Regions from separate parts of the Gossypium hirsutum genome. Here region 2 is linked to region 1. A link is a contact called in public Hi-C data. All regions are on one chromosome and are shown on one strand. Each heading gives the region's core, a stretch centred on a gene start, on an enhancer-like site or on the middle of the called end of the contact. The rest is flanking DNA. Distances are from core to core; before and after follow the strand shown.

The links. Hi-C and Micro-C count contacts between places; a contact is called where the count stands out from the background.
Region 2: a contact with region 1 is called in a Hi-C map of leaf, with 2.4 times the contacts expected there. The contact joins the promoter of LOC107896361 here to the enhancer-like site in region 1. A contact is called at or near these places in 15 of 34 Hi-C or Micro-C datasets (callus, leaf, seedling and 1 more).

The regions. Positions count from the first base shown.
Region 1 is chrA10:106,111,478-106,119,358 of Gossypium_hirsutum_v2.1, forward strand. It overlaps the pseudogene LOC121207599. Among protein-coding and RNA genes, the nearest start is that of LOC121207598, 7.0 kb to the left of the region's middle. Within about 2 kb of position 2,619, at least 7 of the 9 cell types and tissues checked have an H3K27ac peak or open chromatin away from gene starts, as enhancers often do. A contact at or near this core is called in leaf, where this site is marked.
Region 2 is chrA10:106,195,343-106,203,223 of Gossypium_hirsutum_v2.1, forward strand. LOC107896361 (nudix hydrolase 16, mitochondrial) reads left to right here and starts at 2,972. Exons shown (of 4, transcript XM_016821514.2): 1 at 2,972-3,477; 2 at 5,355-5,469; 3 at 7,221-7,304. The coding sequence starts at 3,407.

The DNA of each region.
Region 1 (7,881 bases), core at 1,369-3,868:
TTGCCAAGTTAATGTTTCATATGCTCGACCAATTGATACATGCATGGATGGGGTGAAATTTATTAAATTTCATTCACAGAAGATACCAATTTTCAAGCTTGGGAAATCAGCAAAAGTGCGATGACTTTTTGGATAGGATCTTGGCATTTCTAGGTTGAGATGTCTTAATAGCGTTCGAAGATCTATCCCTTAATTTCGAAACGCACTTTGAATGACTCGATTTTAAGTTCGGGAACTCAAGTTATGACTGTATTAGTGAAGACTCCGCGAGCAAAATTTTTTGACAGGATTATGATAAGAATTATGAGTATTGTGCTTTTAATTCGAGTTTAAATCATATTGGGTTCAAGTTTTAGGCTTAATTTTTATTATATATGAGCCCAATATTGTATTTATCAGTTCTTATTACTTTATTTTTCTGAAATTTTAATAATTATTAAGTAGTTTAAAGTTATTTGGGAGTTTTATGTCAATAAGAAAGTTTAGTTTAAAACTACTTCTTGTTTAGATTAATTAAAATTCTAGTATACTTAAGAGTTTTTATTTAGATTTATTTAGGTAGTTGCATTGTCCACAAATCAATAAATTCATTATTATTCAACTTTTCTTTTGAATTAATAAATTCTTTTTGAGTTTTCTTTTTTTAAGAATTTCTCTTGAGTTTGTTGTTGAAGAGTTTTAACAATCTTTACAGATTGTGGGGATCAATTTCAAACTTTTTCTTGCTAAGTTTTCTTTCTTGGAGGGAAAGTTAGGGTTGTTTGAAAGGGATTGTGGATTCTTCGTGTTTCTAAAGCTTCTTAGAACTTCTATATACCACGTTCTATATTTCTATCTATCTTCTTTATTAATTCTAATATTAGATTTCATTATTCTATCTTATTCACCTTAGTTATTTATTTATAATTGTTTTCTTTATTTTTATCTGACTTGGATTTATTTGCGTTTCAGGTTGTGTCAAAATTCAAGTTTCTTTTTGAACATCTAAAGCCCTAAGTCAAATCTGCGACTTTGACAAACTTTACGATCCGCTTTCACATTCATCCGCCTCATTCCTTATCACCAATAATATAGGAATTTGGGTATGACGATACCGACTATCTTGGGGTCAACGTTTGACAACCATCGAAACTGTAAAAAAATAAAAAAAAATGTTAACTTGCATTTCATTTTACTTTTCATAAACTGAAGTCTTAAAGTCTTAAAGCATAAGTATAATATATAATAACATATAGATTCTATGATTATCCTAGATCTAATAGAAGAATCTACCAATTTGTTTAAAAATGAGTAGATTCGTCCCTTGAACTGAACCCATGTCAAGTTTCCCCCATTTGTTGAAAATATTTTAACACGGTTATTAACAACAAAAAATAATTCGAGCATTACTATACAAAATAAAAAAATTTATAGGTTACCTATTAACCAAAGGGAATAAATTAAATCGACCTACTAGGGCCAAAAAAGGCATTCTGTACGAAGCCCACGATCAAAGCAAAAGTAGGCATCTTCCAATATTTTGTGACTTTTGATTCGTTGTTCAACACATTTCCTAATACAAGAATGTTAAGATAAAGCCTCCAACAATAATGCGAAATCAATTGGAAGTCTCGAATTAACTCTAGGTACATCAAATGTACCCTATTTGTCGAATTTCCTAGCATCAACACTCCACCTAACAAATGTAAAATATAGGCTCTTATGCGAAAATTTCAAAATTTTTCCTAAACCATATTCACTTTGGCTCCCTCCATATCTCCTTTATCTGGTATCTTGCCAAGTAGTTGTCTGCAAGTTTCAATGATTGCGCTGACACTGGTGACTGGGAAGCCATCTATGGGAAGCCCCAATCAGAATGCTACATGTTGTAGTGTGATTGTACACTCCCTACATAGCAAGTGGAAGGTATGTGTTTCAACTCTCCACCATTCCACCCATGTATATATCAATTCCTGGTTCAAATTAAAACTCTCGATCCTAAATGCATGACCAAATCTAACTACATCTAGGTACACATGCAAGCAGTTATCTCGATGATCTCATTTGTTATGCCTCTTTGTTTTAAGAACATGATCGTAGGACTGCAAAAAGTTTGATTATATAAAAAATTTAATTAGTAATGACCATTTAGATTATTATTATCAACATTTTCCTAATGCTATAAAAATTATTTTACCATTTGAGTAATATAAAAAGAAGTGTAGTTCGAAATAGTTTGAGAACATGATGATGTTGTCATTTTTATAATTTGTAATAATATATTAAATTTAGAATATTTATATATAAATATCTATATCTCAATATTAATAAATAAATAAAATTTTGAATTTAATATAATTAAATTTAATATAATTCTAATTTAAGATTTTAAACTAAAAAAAACATTCTAAAAACACTGATGAAGATGACTTTGAGTAAAATAAAATTTGACAACTCTTTTTTTACCATGGATATAGTGTAGGCTTTGGGGGTTTTAAAAGGTTTAGTGGTGTGGGAATCCGGGTAAACAGGCCTGGAAAACGTTGCTCGAATTTGACCTTTCTATGTCAGGCCTGTATGTTGATTTCCATGACCTGGAAATCGATCTCTGCCGCCCGTTTTCCGCCTTCTCAGTTTGCCAGGATTTGACTCAATAGGCCACGGCCCCAAGCCTCAAAATCGGTGTCACTGGACCCATTTTGCTCTGTTCAAGGTTGCAAAAAAGCTTGTCGTATTTTGATCAACTGTGCTGATATGACCGCTTTCATTTTACTGGTTTTTGGGTAAAAAAGGCCCTGATTATTATATTATTATTTTTTCACCTATTTTTCAATCCAGCTGACAAAAAAGAAATTGTCAGGCTGAAATTGGTTTGGTGAAATAGATTTTGGCTGATAAATTTAAAATGTATTCTAATTGAGGGTGGATGAATGAAATATTTATTTGTGATTAGTATAAAAATATTGATAATATTTAAATTAGATATTGTAATGATATTATAACATAAGATAAAAAATAAAATAAATATATTACTTTTCATTATCTATCCAAATTCATCTTTAGTCAATATAAGCATATGACTAATGTTTTATAGTTGAGAATCTATTTTTTAGTTAATATAATACCAATCAAATTAATAGTTAATTAGTTAAAATCATTTTGACTATTAATTTGAAGATATCCTTTATGTATATAATTAACTAAATATTCAATTTTATTAAATTAATTTTTTAAAGTGTAAAATATTAAAATAAATAAGAATTAGATCATAAATGAATACCTTAATAGAAATCATTATCCGAATAAATAAAATTAATTCGAATAATATATGAAATATTCAACATTGTTCCAACCAAAACTAAAACATAATAATATGGAATAATCGACTTTTTACTATCCCTTTTCTTATTGGCTGCAAAGTGAGAAAATCTTAATTCCGAATCCGAGTAAGAATATTCATGTAACCAAACATATCCACTATAATATCTACAAAACTTTTCTTGCTTAGTTAAACCCCTCAAACTGCAAATACTTGAAGGCTTAAACCTCTATTTTTTTCATTTTCAAAAAATGGCTCTCCTCCAAATCCACACACTTCCTCACCAAATTCCTTCACTTTCACCCATTGTTTTTTCATCAAAAACCCATTCCAAAAACTCACTCTTCTTCTCTACAACAAAGGTTAGACCTTTCTCACTTTCAACACAACCCAGAAAGCTGCTTTGCAAACCCCCACTTGGCAAATATGTCAGGGAAGATTATCTTGTGGTAATTCTTCTTCTTTCTTCTTTAATTTATTTTTATTTTCATTTCTGGGTTTGTTTTGCTTTGTCATTTGCACTATTGGGTTTCTGTCGAAATTGAAAAAAAAAAGGAAGATAAATGAAGTGCTTTTATGACTTTTTAGGTTATTCATCACTGGAAAGATTAAGTGAAATTATTGATTGTTGACTTGGAATTCAATTGTATTTTTCGTTTTTGTTTCTCATGAATCTTCCCATATACATATAATTCAGTTTGTAGCTTTTTTCCCTGTTGGGTTGCTGAAATTTTGAGAAAATAAAATAGTGGAATTTGAAGAGTATTAATCCTGTTATTATACTTCTTTAGATAGATTGTTTGTAAGGTTGGCAAAACAAAATAAAAAATGGAAGGGGCTGGTGGAAAAGTACTGTATATACTAAAACCATATATATACAACAATCTTTTATATAGGTATAGGTATATGTATATGCATATGTATCCATATACAAAATAATTGTATATGGTGAAGTTTTGTTCATTAACAAAGTTATTATACATATTTGTACAATATTAAACTAAAAATCATTAGTAAAAAGTGGGTTGCGGCGACTAGGAGTAATATGGAATGACTATATATGTAACCAACATCTATGGAGGCAAATGTTTTTCAGTACCCATGCAGGAGCAGGGAATGAGGTGGACTAAGTCCTGCTTCCACCCGCAGCCTTGCCTCTGCTATTGAGAAATAGAATCAATTGATGAATAGAGGATACTAATTATTAATGGAAACTTTGGTAGGAGGATGCTTTTCATTTTCTGCTTTTGTCCATAATGAAATGGTGTATTATTGACTTTTGAAAATTGATGACTTTGATATTGTCATTTTGGGTGAGCAGAAAAAGATGTCATCTCAAGAAATTGAGGAGCTAGTAAGAGGGAGAGAAGAGTACCCATAATTATTGATTTCTATGCAACATGGTGTGGGCCTTGTATTTTGATGGCTCAAGAACTTGAAATGGTAAGCTTTATTTTAACTCTGGATTATTTATGAAAACGATAGGATGACTAATATTTAATGTTTTGTCTGAGTTGGTTGAGTTTGAGGTTCTTTCAATTTTGAACATATTTTACAGTAACCATCGAGAACTTGAAATGGTAACCTATCCCTATGTTGCTCCCACTCTTTATTTTCTTGAAATACATGTGTTCGATGCATATCCGGACTTGGGTATGAGGATATGACTCACCAAAAAGCATCTAAATACATGGAAAAAATTTACTCATGCTGGACGCTAATTGTATCTAATGCTCCCACCCAAGTCCGATTGACATAAGCTTGTCCAGTTGTCCTCCACCATCATGGATATGCAATTAATTCCTAAGCCTTTCAAATCATTTTAAGAGAATTTTCTGACTATCCTAGAACTTGTGCTACGTTTACATGTTGTCCGAATTGATAGCATTCATGGATAAGGATAGTATTTTTGCTATCTGAAGGACGTATCAGTTTGGCCTGTATCTCAATTTTGCGATAAAATTTTACCGGAATAAACTGCAATCATACTAATGTAATCAAGTAGAAGATGAAACTATGATTTCGTTTCTGCCAAGATCTGGTCTGGATGCGGTACTTACCAAAATAGATTAATTTCATATTACAGGTTATCGGTGAGGAAATTATATTTCAGATTGCATGATAGACTTTCTGGATCTTAGGACTGAAAACAAGCCCATGCACTAGACCATTGATGAAACCTAAAAAATGGGTAGTGGAAGGCAAGTCCATAACCTGAAACTTCCAGATATTTAGTTGGACTCATGTTATTGAAGTAGTTCCGTGAAATAGGACAAGTATAGTATGGGGCTTTTGTTTCTCTTCCAGAACTCTAGGAAGGTTTGTGACACTCATTTCTCTCCTTGAGAGTAGCCTTTGTGGTAGAACTAAAGGAGCAGCAATGTTATTGACATTTTGTACTACAGAATAGACTGCTAACTAAAGATGCTGTCGTGAGTTTTCTGCAAACATTTTTGACATAGCATGAACTTAAATGTTGGTGGTGGGTCCATTGAAATGGCATTGAAAAATGCTGCAGTTTTGCATTTAATGCTCAAGTAAGATGCTTTCTGAAATTTCTCAGTTTCAACACAGTTTTTAAAGTAGCTTATATGTTTTTGAAATATTTTGGGATGCCGATTTCTGGGAAAAGTGGCAGAAACACTGCCCTTAACTATGATATGTGCTAGAAAAAGTCTAGGAATCACCTTGCAGAACTTAAGGAACACTTTCCCCCATTTCTTCTCAAATTAAATTCAGACATTTGGTTGCATTAAACTGGGGTTTGCCTTTATATTCGGTTGCTTTGCTATAAAAAGTTTTGGAGTCAACTGGATTACTTATTTTTGTTAACTCACCTAAGTTTCTACTTGTTAACATGTAGGACCAGCTTGATTTGTTTGATCGGTTTGAAGATTAAATCAAGTATAACCGTTTAGTTTTTTCTTTCTCTTTTTAATCACAGCTAGCAGTGGAGTATGAGAAAAATGCAATTATTGTCAAAGTTGATACCGATGACGAGTATCAATTTGCGCAAGATATGCAGGTAAGTTTCAAGTAATATTTATTCCTCAACTTCTTTTTCACAATTTGTTTCTCTAGTTGTGGTCTCGACACTACATTTTTCTTAAATGTATCCATGTCTGACTCATATTCGAACAAGGTATGGGGGACATTACCCTCCCAGAACCCTTCAAGTATAGGGGAAAAGAACTTTTTAAAAAATGAACATATTCGTTGGATGCATACCCGTATCTGACACGTCCAAATCCAAGCAACCATTCACCTGATTAAAGTAGCTTCTTTCCAAATGTCAATTTGACTAGAAGTCTTCCAGTCATTTTAGTAAAGTAGTGAGTGAATGGAACTGGAAATTCTGTTGTACCAGGTTAGAGGGTTGCCTACTTTATTCTTCATCAGTCCTGATCCAAACAAAGAGGCAATCCGGACTGAAGGCCTTATTCCGATACAAATGATGCGCGATATACTAGACAACGAGATGTGAGAAGAAGACTGATTATTTACTGCATAACCGAATTAAGGTACCAGATTTTGCTTCAAAGTGTTAATATATATTTTCCGGTGCTGATTTGATGCACAATGTAATAGGGAAACTGTATGATGTTGTAGCAAACTTGGGATGGAGTTTAAACATATTTATGATCTAGTTGTTGTATAGATGGCATGTCAACTATCTCTTCTTTGTCAAAGGATTATAAACTAGTTTAATTGAGGGAATTGCGTTGAGATTTCGTTATCACTAATGTAATTTGATTATTTCGTTATCACTATTATTTTCTTAATCAAAGATAATTTTTTATGGTATACATCAAGCTTAAAAGATTAAAAAAGAAAACCCTTAGACTATATATGTAATTAAACTTAAGAGGATTAGAAGAAAAGCTGGAAGTGACAAGGTGATGAAGCTGCTGGTGCTGATGCCCTTTTGACCACTTCCTATGCTTTGCATATTTTGTTTCCATGGTTTCAAGAGTAAGAATGCAAAGCCCATTCCTACTGGACCTCTCCTCCAAGCAATGTAAAGAATAGATACTGTAAAAGTACGAAGGAAGCCTTTTATACTCAAGGATGGATTGTTTTATTGAAAAATGGATAAATTGGTTCTTGTGTATTTCGAAAAGTGCAAATTAGCTGATCTTAAATTTTTTTGTTAAATAATAATGTGAAAATTGCTGAAAATTACTTTTTTATGGGTAAACTATGAAAATTGGTGCATTTTGTTCTATTTTAGTCACCCAATTATTAATTTTTTTAATTTGGTTATTAAATTTTTCAAAATTAAATATTTTAATCATTCTGAATTAATGTGAGTTTTTTATATTAGTCTAGTAATAGAATTACACCTCTAATGTTTATATATTTTATAAATTTGATTTTAAATATACAAAATTTAACAAATTTAGCTCCCAAATGTTTACAAAATTTGTCATTTTAGTTCTAGTTCTAAAAAAAATAATAAATTTGGCATTCAACATTTACAAAATCTATCAATTTATTCTTAACTCTAAAAATTTAAAAATATTAGAAAAAAATATTTTTAGCATTTTATAATCTATTCGCTAACCCATGTGAGATATTAAAAT
Region 2 (7,881 bases), core at 1,722-4,221, 84 kb after region 1:
TATAAAATAAAATATTAAAAAAAAGGGTTCAATTGATTCAACCAATTATTTTTAGCTTAATTTAATTGGTCTTATACTGATTCTTAAGTCAACCAGTTAGATGCCTCTCTCTAGGCCAATATCTTAATTAGTTCTTAGTCCAACCAACTAACCTGATTCTATTTAAACAACCATGATAAATTGTGTATTTTAATTTTAAATCAAACTTATTTTCATTAATTTTAATTATAGTTAACGGATTAAAATTTTACTTCATTTCTTCAATTCATTTGGTTTAAAGTATAAGGTTTGGATAGATAAAAAATGGAAGAAATAATGAGTACTAAAATTTTATTAATAGCACATTTATATAAGGCATCAAATTCAAGAAATTTTTTTTAGAATAGTATAATTTATATCACATTACATGATAATAAGATAATTAATTAGTTAATAACATTACGTAAATTGAAAAAAAATCACTAGTTTGGTTTCCGATTAGGCCACTAGTTTGGCCAATTTAGTGATCAAATCGATTAGACCACCGATTTTTGGTTCAACTTGTAATCTGACCAGTTTACTGTTTAATAATAAAAAATAATATAAATATTAAAATAATACTTAAAAAACCTAATTTAAAATACAACTTGGACCAAACTTTTAGTGGAGCAAAATTACTAGTAAGGCCCAGCTATGTTAGGCCCATAGCAAAAAAATTTGACAAAACCCTAGTCTCATCATTTTTATTTTCCCTAGCCGCTTAACATCTTTTCATCTCTCTTTTCTATTTTCCAACTTTTTTCCTATTATCTGAACTTTTTCATCTTACAACTCAAATCCATTGGGTTTTTCTCTAGAAACGAAAATCGCTTGGTGGAATATCGAATCACCCAAGCTCAAAGCCAACCCCATTGAGTTGTCATTATTGTTCTTTGATTGAATATGGTGGGTGGCCGGCGGCAACAAGAAGGTAGCAATTAGTTGCCGACGGCAGTGGAGCAACAAGAAGGCAGCAACCTTTTGGCTTTTTTTTTCAAGTTATTTTTTTATTATTTTCTGTGTGTCAAATGCAAAAAACGATTTGACCCATTTTTACCGGTTCATGGTTTAAAAGCGTTTTGACCGATTTTTTATTATTTATCATTGGATTGGTTTATTGATCGGTTTTTAATCCGACCAATCCGTTCGGTTTACGGATTGATTACCGGGTATACTAGCTGGTCCAGTCCAATTCTGAAAACATTACCAGTTTTGCTAGTTTCACAGAGATGATACACCCTATCGATTGATTTGACTGGCAAACATAACTATTTTTGTGTATGTCTAGGGTCATCAATGCCACCATAATCACAAACCCTAAAGCGTATGTGCCTGAAAAGCTTTAAACCATTTCCCTAGTCGCTAACACATTACTATCTAGTGACTTTTGATGGTCTCAGCTGCCATGTGCACCCGCCTAAATTGATACCCATGACTTATCTGCCTAAGCCACTGGACATGACTTTTCGCATAAGTGGGCAACTTTTGTAAAGTGCTCTCGCATTAGGAGAAAGCCGCAAATCCTTAGGCGCGTAAATCCTAAAAAGAGCGAGTTGGTGGCATCAAGTATCTACATGCATTGAAGAAGAAGAAAACTCAAAACCTTTTGTTTTGTACTTCTTTTTTCACTTGACAACTATTTCAAAGCACTGACAACAATTTACTTATTTTCTTAAGCTGTAAATGATAACCATTAGATGTAATTGAGAAACGAAATGAGGCGTTGTGAGATATTTATAGGGTTTGGAAGTTGCTAAACTCACCAATCATAAGATGTGATGTTAAATAGCCTGAACTCAACATCAATGCAATACAATGTCCTATCAAATAGTATCCCCAATATCAAAGGAATCTCTGATAGAGAAGACTTAAGAGGAAACTTATAGGTATCCCCATATTGACAGCATGGTAAAATTACTTCTTCAAACCTTTAAACGATCTTTTTTCCTGAAAAAGTAGAAAATGGTAATTTTTGGGAAAATTAGGAGAGTTTGAATGTTTGATATTTTGTGGGAATAGAAGAGAAAGGGGTGTAGTATTTTTTATTAACTTAACACTCACCTAGTACGTCTTTAAAATGATAAATTTTTAATTTAATTTTTTTTATTTATAAAATTTTAAATTAGTAAATATAAATTTGTATTTTAGTCCTAAAAATGATAAAATTTTATTTAATTTTTTAAAAATTAAAAAGATATAAAATATTAAAATGATAACATTATATTTTTATGACAATAAAAATATATAATTTAATTCTGTTTAAAAAATTATTTGGCTTCACCACTGCTCTCATAGATGTTGAGTTCTAAGGTTAAATGAATTGGTTATACTAATTGGTATTATTGAACACTATAATTTTAGTAATGGTAAAATTTTACTTTAATCCTCTAAAAATAATAAAAATTTGATTTAATCTTTTAAAATTATAAAAATATAAATTATTAAAATGATGAAATTATATTTTTACTATCTTAAGAATATATAATCTAATTTCGATCTTCATTACAATAATTATCTGACTTCGCCATTACACTCACAAATGTTGAGTTCTAATATTAAATGAATTGGTTGTACTAATTGCTAAATAAATATCCTAGTTAAAGTTGAGTAACCTGAATTCGATAATATTGAGGTCTTGAACACCGTAATTTATAGTATTTTTCTTTTTATAAATAAGACATGTATTGTGATGATTTTATCATATAATAAACTTGACACTCATAAATTTGATGTGTATTTAAAAATATATTTTAAGAAAATATTTTTAATGATACTTATTTTGATAATTGATTTAAAAAATTACTATACTCAAATACAAAAACAACCACTTACTTGATAATTCTTGGATTGAAGGATAGAAAAGCAAATGCAACATCCGATTTTGATAATTACTTACTGAAAAGGTAGCATAAAGTAAATATTTTGATTTAGGTGATGCATATTGTAATTTATCCAGCCACATAATAACCAGCTCAGCTCACATGGTTTTTGACCACTCCACCGCTCGATCCGTTCTTAGCGCTTTCCTTTTCTCTCTCTCTTTAGTTTCTTAGTTTCCTTCTTTTTCTTTCTTTCCTCCCAAAAAACTGAAAAAGAAATTTCGCATTGATTACGAATTTTTTTTTACTTTTGAACGCCCCCAAGTTTTAACATAAAAAGACAAGAAAATCACAACCATTAAATGATGTTTTCTAGCATTGATCATCACCATCAATTCCGATGCCAGCAGCAATGGATGAACCATAATCCGGTACAAGCCTGAGCATTTTTTGTAAACCCCCCAAAAAGAAACAAAAAAAACACCAACCATGATCGCTTTTGTTGAAATTAGGAGGATTTGAGATTTACAAAGAAGAAAAAAAGGAAATTGTGATTTTTTCATAATATTATGTCGGATTTGGTGGCCCGTACGGGTCGTCTTCAGCAAAGGTACGAGGCTGGTTTTCGCCTTGTCGCTGGGTATGTTTTTTGTTATGATTAGTTGCTTAAACTGTGTAATGTAGATGTGGAAGATATGTTTGCATGTGGCTTTTGAGAATTTTGATTGATCAATTTTTGGTTCTTTTTATCTTTTTGAATGGTGTTGTTTCTGTTATTGGAATGTTTATTAGAGCATCGGGTTTGAGTTATTTATTTATTTTGATCGATCAATTAGAATATTCCTTTTTAAAAGAATCTGGAGAATGGGTTTGTTTTATTTTTGGTGTTTTTGAATTCTAATGGTGCATTTTAATTTTTGAATGGTTTGTATCGTCTCTGGGATTGTGTTGGCAGATGTGTGTATTTTGTTTTTGGTGTGTATCTTGTATATGTGCATTGGTATATGCAGTTTTTTAATAGGTTATTTGAAGGTTGGAGTGGATTTTTATTAAGGACATTGTTTACAGGAATATCAAATGGCTTTTAATTTTTGGTATATTATCTATCTGTTTGTTTAGATATGAGTAGTTTTACAGTTCGAATGATTCACTACATTCTTAGATGAGGGTTTGTTCGTTTTTCTTTTCTTTTGGTGTGTGTTGAGATAGTTCATTTAAGGTTCGAATTGTTGTTTATTACATTTTTTAGATGAAGATTGAAAATGGGTACTTCCTGTTTTTGTTTTTAGGATTGGTTCATTTTGAGGTTCTATGGATTTTTTTTTCATTCTTGGCATGACCATAGAAAATGGATATATTACTTTGGTGTGTATAAATTGATTATGTTTTGTTTTCAATGGCATAAAAGTGCACATTTTAATTCTGAAATGTTTTATTACATTCTTGACATGAAAATTGCAAGTGGGTGTTACTGTTTTTGTTTTACTTTAGTTCAAAAGTTTGGGATTAGTTGGTGGATTTTGTTTGTGTCTAATTTTTGTTTGTTTGTTTCTATGAGAAATGTCAATAATATCTGCTTAATGGATAAGATTATTGCTTTGGAAGGAGGGTACATGTTCTCAGTGATGAAGTGAACGATATTTGTAGAATTTTCTTCTCCACATTGCCTTATGAGCTTTTGGAACTAATATTCTAGGATAATTCTTTGTAGATTTCAGTATAATTGGTAGTTGAAGTGTTTGGAAAATGTGACACTGGCTTAAGAAATGATATTTTCTCTTGGAGGTAATCTTGGAATATCAAAATTTCATGAATGACTCATGAGGTGGAACGGACTTAGCATATCAACATGGCCTTGAGAGTGACTTCTGGTGGATATGACATATGACAAAAGGAGATTGTGAGACCTTGGAAAATTTATTGTGTTGAATAGTAGTGGTTATTGTTTTAATAATATGGTATGATGGTGATAGATTCTGTTTCCTTGGCAGGCAAACAAAGAAAAACTAGGGAAGATTATGAACGATCTTAGAAATTTCCTAACTTATCCTTTATTACTGGTTGATCAAGCAGCTTAATCCATATAGTTATGATTAACAGTTGAAGTTATGCTGACTTAATTGGTGGAACTAAATAAAAAATTTGTCTTGGTTATAGGACATCCTTCAATTTGTTATTTGGACTCGGATGTGAGCTTCAAATACAAATGCATATTAATGAGGAAGATGTTATTGAATTGGGCTCCTCTCTATTTTTGGCCTTTTTTCTACCGTCTGACGGCAAACTATGACCGTATTTTTATACATACCATGTTGGGAGAATGTTAGGTCTTCAATCTGTTCTCTTCTTTTTCCCTTGTTGCTTGTTATTTTGGATTGAAATTGAATTGTTTCATTCTGAATGTAATGACATAGACTTTTTGGACTTACGGGACACTTGGTGTCAGTTTTGAAGTTTTGTAAAAATTCTATTCGCAGTTGATGTTGATGTGCTAAATTTGCTCTTCTCTCTTGACAGATGTATCCCATTTAGGTATAGAAGTACAAATGAGGCAGATGATGTAAAATTTGGAAAGGTGGTCGAGGTACTGATGATTAACTCAACTAGTGGACCAGGTCTTTTATTTCCAAAGGTACAAACTAGCCTTTTGTTCAGGCATACAGTTTAATACTTCATTCTTTCCCTGTTCTTCCCTACCATTCCCAACCTGCATAAGTCCATACCCCGCAGAATATGGTTGCATTTATTTTTCCCCATATATACATTACTTTTGGTATAGATAAAACATAAAAAAGTTTCATAAAAACGCATGTATCCAACCTTAGTTATGTTGCAATGTCAGGTAATATTTAATTGCATTTTGGATTACTCACCAGTAGTCTTTAATTCCTATCTCTTGTTTCTTGCAGTTTTTAGCTAAATAATCTAGTGTCTGACTTTCAAATTTCCTATTAAAATTTAAGACAAAGTAGCTGGTGTACTTAGTATTTTGAAAATAATTATGTTACGTGTACTTAGTATGTTGAAAATAATTATGTTACTCCAACTTTAGTGCGAGTGTCGGATATAAATGTGTTTGGCACTGGTATGTTCAATTTTTTCAAGCTTTCATGTATTTGGAGGATCTTTGGAGGATTATATCCCTATATCATATCCGTAAAGGCATCAGACACTGGTACTTAAGAAAAATGAGATATTTGGAGCAATATAGGGCATACGACAAATCAGAATAAGTGAGCTTTGCACTTGTTTCTTGGATGATGGGAGGGCACTGTGGTAGTCTAATAATTGGGTAGTAAGTAGTTATGATATTTTCCTATTTTATTGGATTGACATGTTGCATTTAAGTTTAGACTACAATTTATTTGCTGAGAGGTAACTATGTTACTCAGACTTGTATGTATCAGACATGGGTATGATCAATTTTATTTTAAGATTTTCATGTATTTGTTGGTCCGTAGCGGATCATGTCTTCATACCGATGTCCGAGTATGTGTCAGAAATGGGTGTTGAACACATATACTTCAGGGAAATGAATATGTCAGAGTTACATAGGAGTTAAATATTTCATGAAAATCGTTGAGGAATAAACGATGTTCTGGTTCTGATATGATTTTACTGAATTAGATCATGCAATCTCATGAAAAAGTTCGTAATGCTGTCTATGGACAAGAGTTCCTTGTAGTAGAGTTAAGGTTTGAATGAATAAACTTGTCTTTGATAATTTTGTTATTCACGTGGATGGGAGTTTAAGAATAGTTACAAACTCAACAATTGAGGAGCATAACTAAATCTGCTATAAAATTGCTTGAAATAATCATCATTCATATTTGAATATGAAGGTTCATTTGACGATAGAGTCCGAAATGCAAGTCTCACAATATCTTTTACTTCGTGTTTTTTTCTCCATACTGGATGTTTTCTCTTGCTATTAATATTCGAAGACATACCTGTTAATAATAATCACTGTTTGAGATCATTGAGATGAAAATAGAACTAGAGTTTAGAATACTAAATACTTAGGCCTAGCTAAATTTTAAGATGCTTTTCCAATAATTTTTCTTGAAATATGCATATCTGACATCCACTCGGATATATTTTAGGGCATGGGTATGGGCATATAACCTTCTAAAGACCACATTTAAAATACCTCTTTCGGATGCATATCCCGTATTTGACCCTCACATTTAAGTCTGAGTAACATGGTTCTATATTATTCTCGCCATTAAAGAATATGACAACTGCAGACGGAAAATATTTGACCTAAATGGAGTCAAAATTAACTGTTGTTTGGTTACCATGCTTTCTCGTTATCAATATTTTGAAGAAAAGAGGATTTCTTGAGTAACATTTTGTTATGGAATTTTTGCTCTTTGATTTTAGGGAGGTTGGGAGAATGATGAAACGGTCGAGGAGGCTGCAGTGAGGGAAGCTATTGAAGAGGCGGGAGTCCGAGGGGATTTAATGGTGAAATTTTTCTTCCTTGCTTTTAATTATGCATTTTATGTTGTTTTCTTTCATGTTAACATATTTTCTAATATTAGATCGTTTCTTATTGTTTTGAAGTTTTTAGCAGATATCTCTACATATTATTCATTATGTCATTAGTATAGTTGATGTTTTTGTTGCCCCAGTTTTTCTTGAAGTACTCGGACCTAACACCCATACTTGATGCATATTGGGACATGATTATGGAGATTTTACCCTTCAAGGGACCTGGAAATACATAGAAAAACTTGGAAAAAATTAAACATACTGGTATCTCACACTCGCACCGAAGCCCTAGTAACATAGATTGATATTGTCATAATCACCGTTTGTTGGGTTGAGTTGCAAGAAGCTTGATGCCCTTTAAGTCTTGGCTTCGAGTCTTGTGAAGGAAAAAAAAAAAAAGAACACAGATATTGTCATCAACTTTTTTGAGTAAGATTAACTGCATTCACACTGCGTCAGCTTGCAACTGCAAATGCAAGTAGATTGTTTTGTAGTCTCAATAGATGAGGTTTATGACATGATTTTTCTCTTCATTTCATAGCATTGCTTT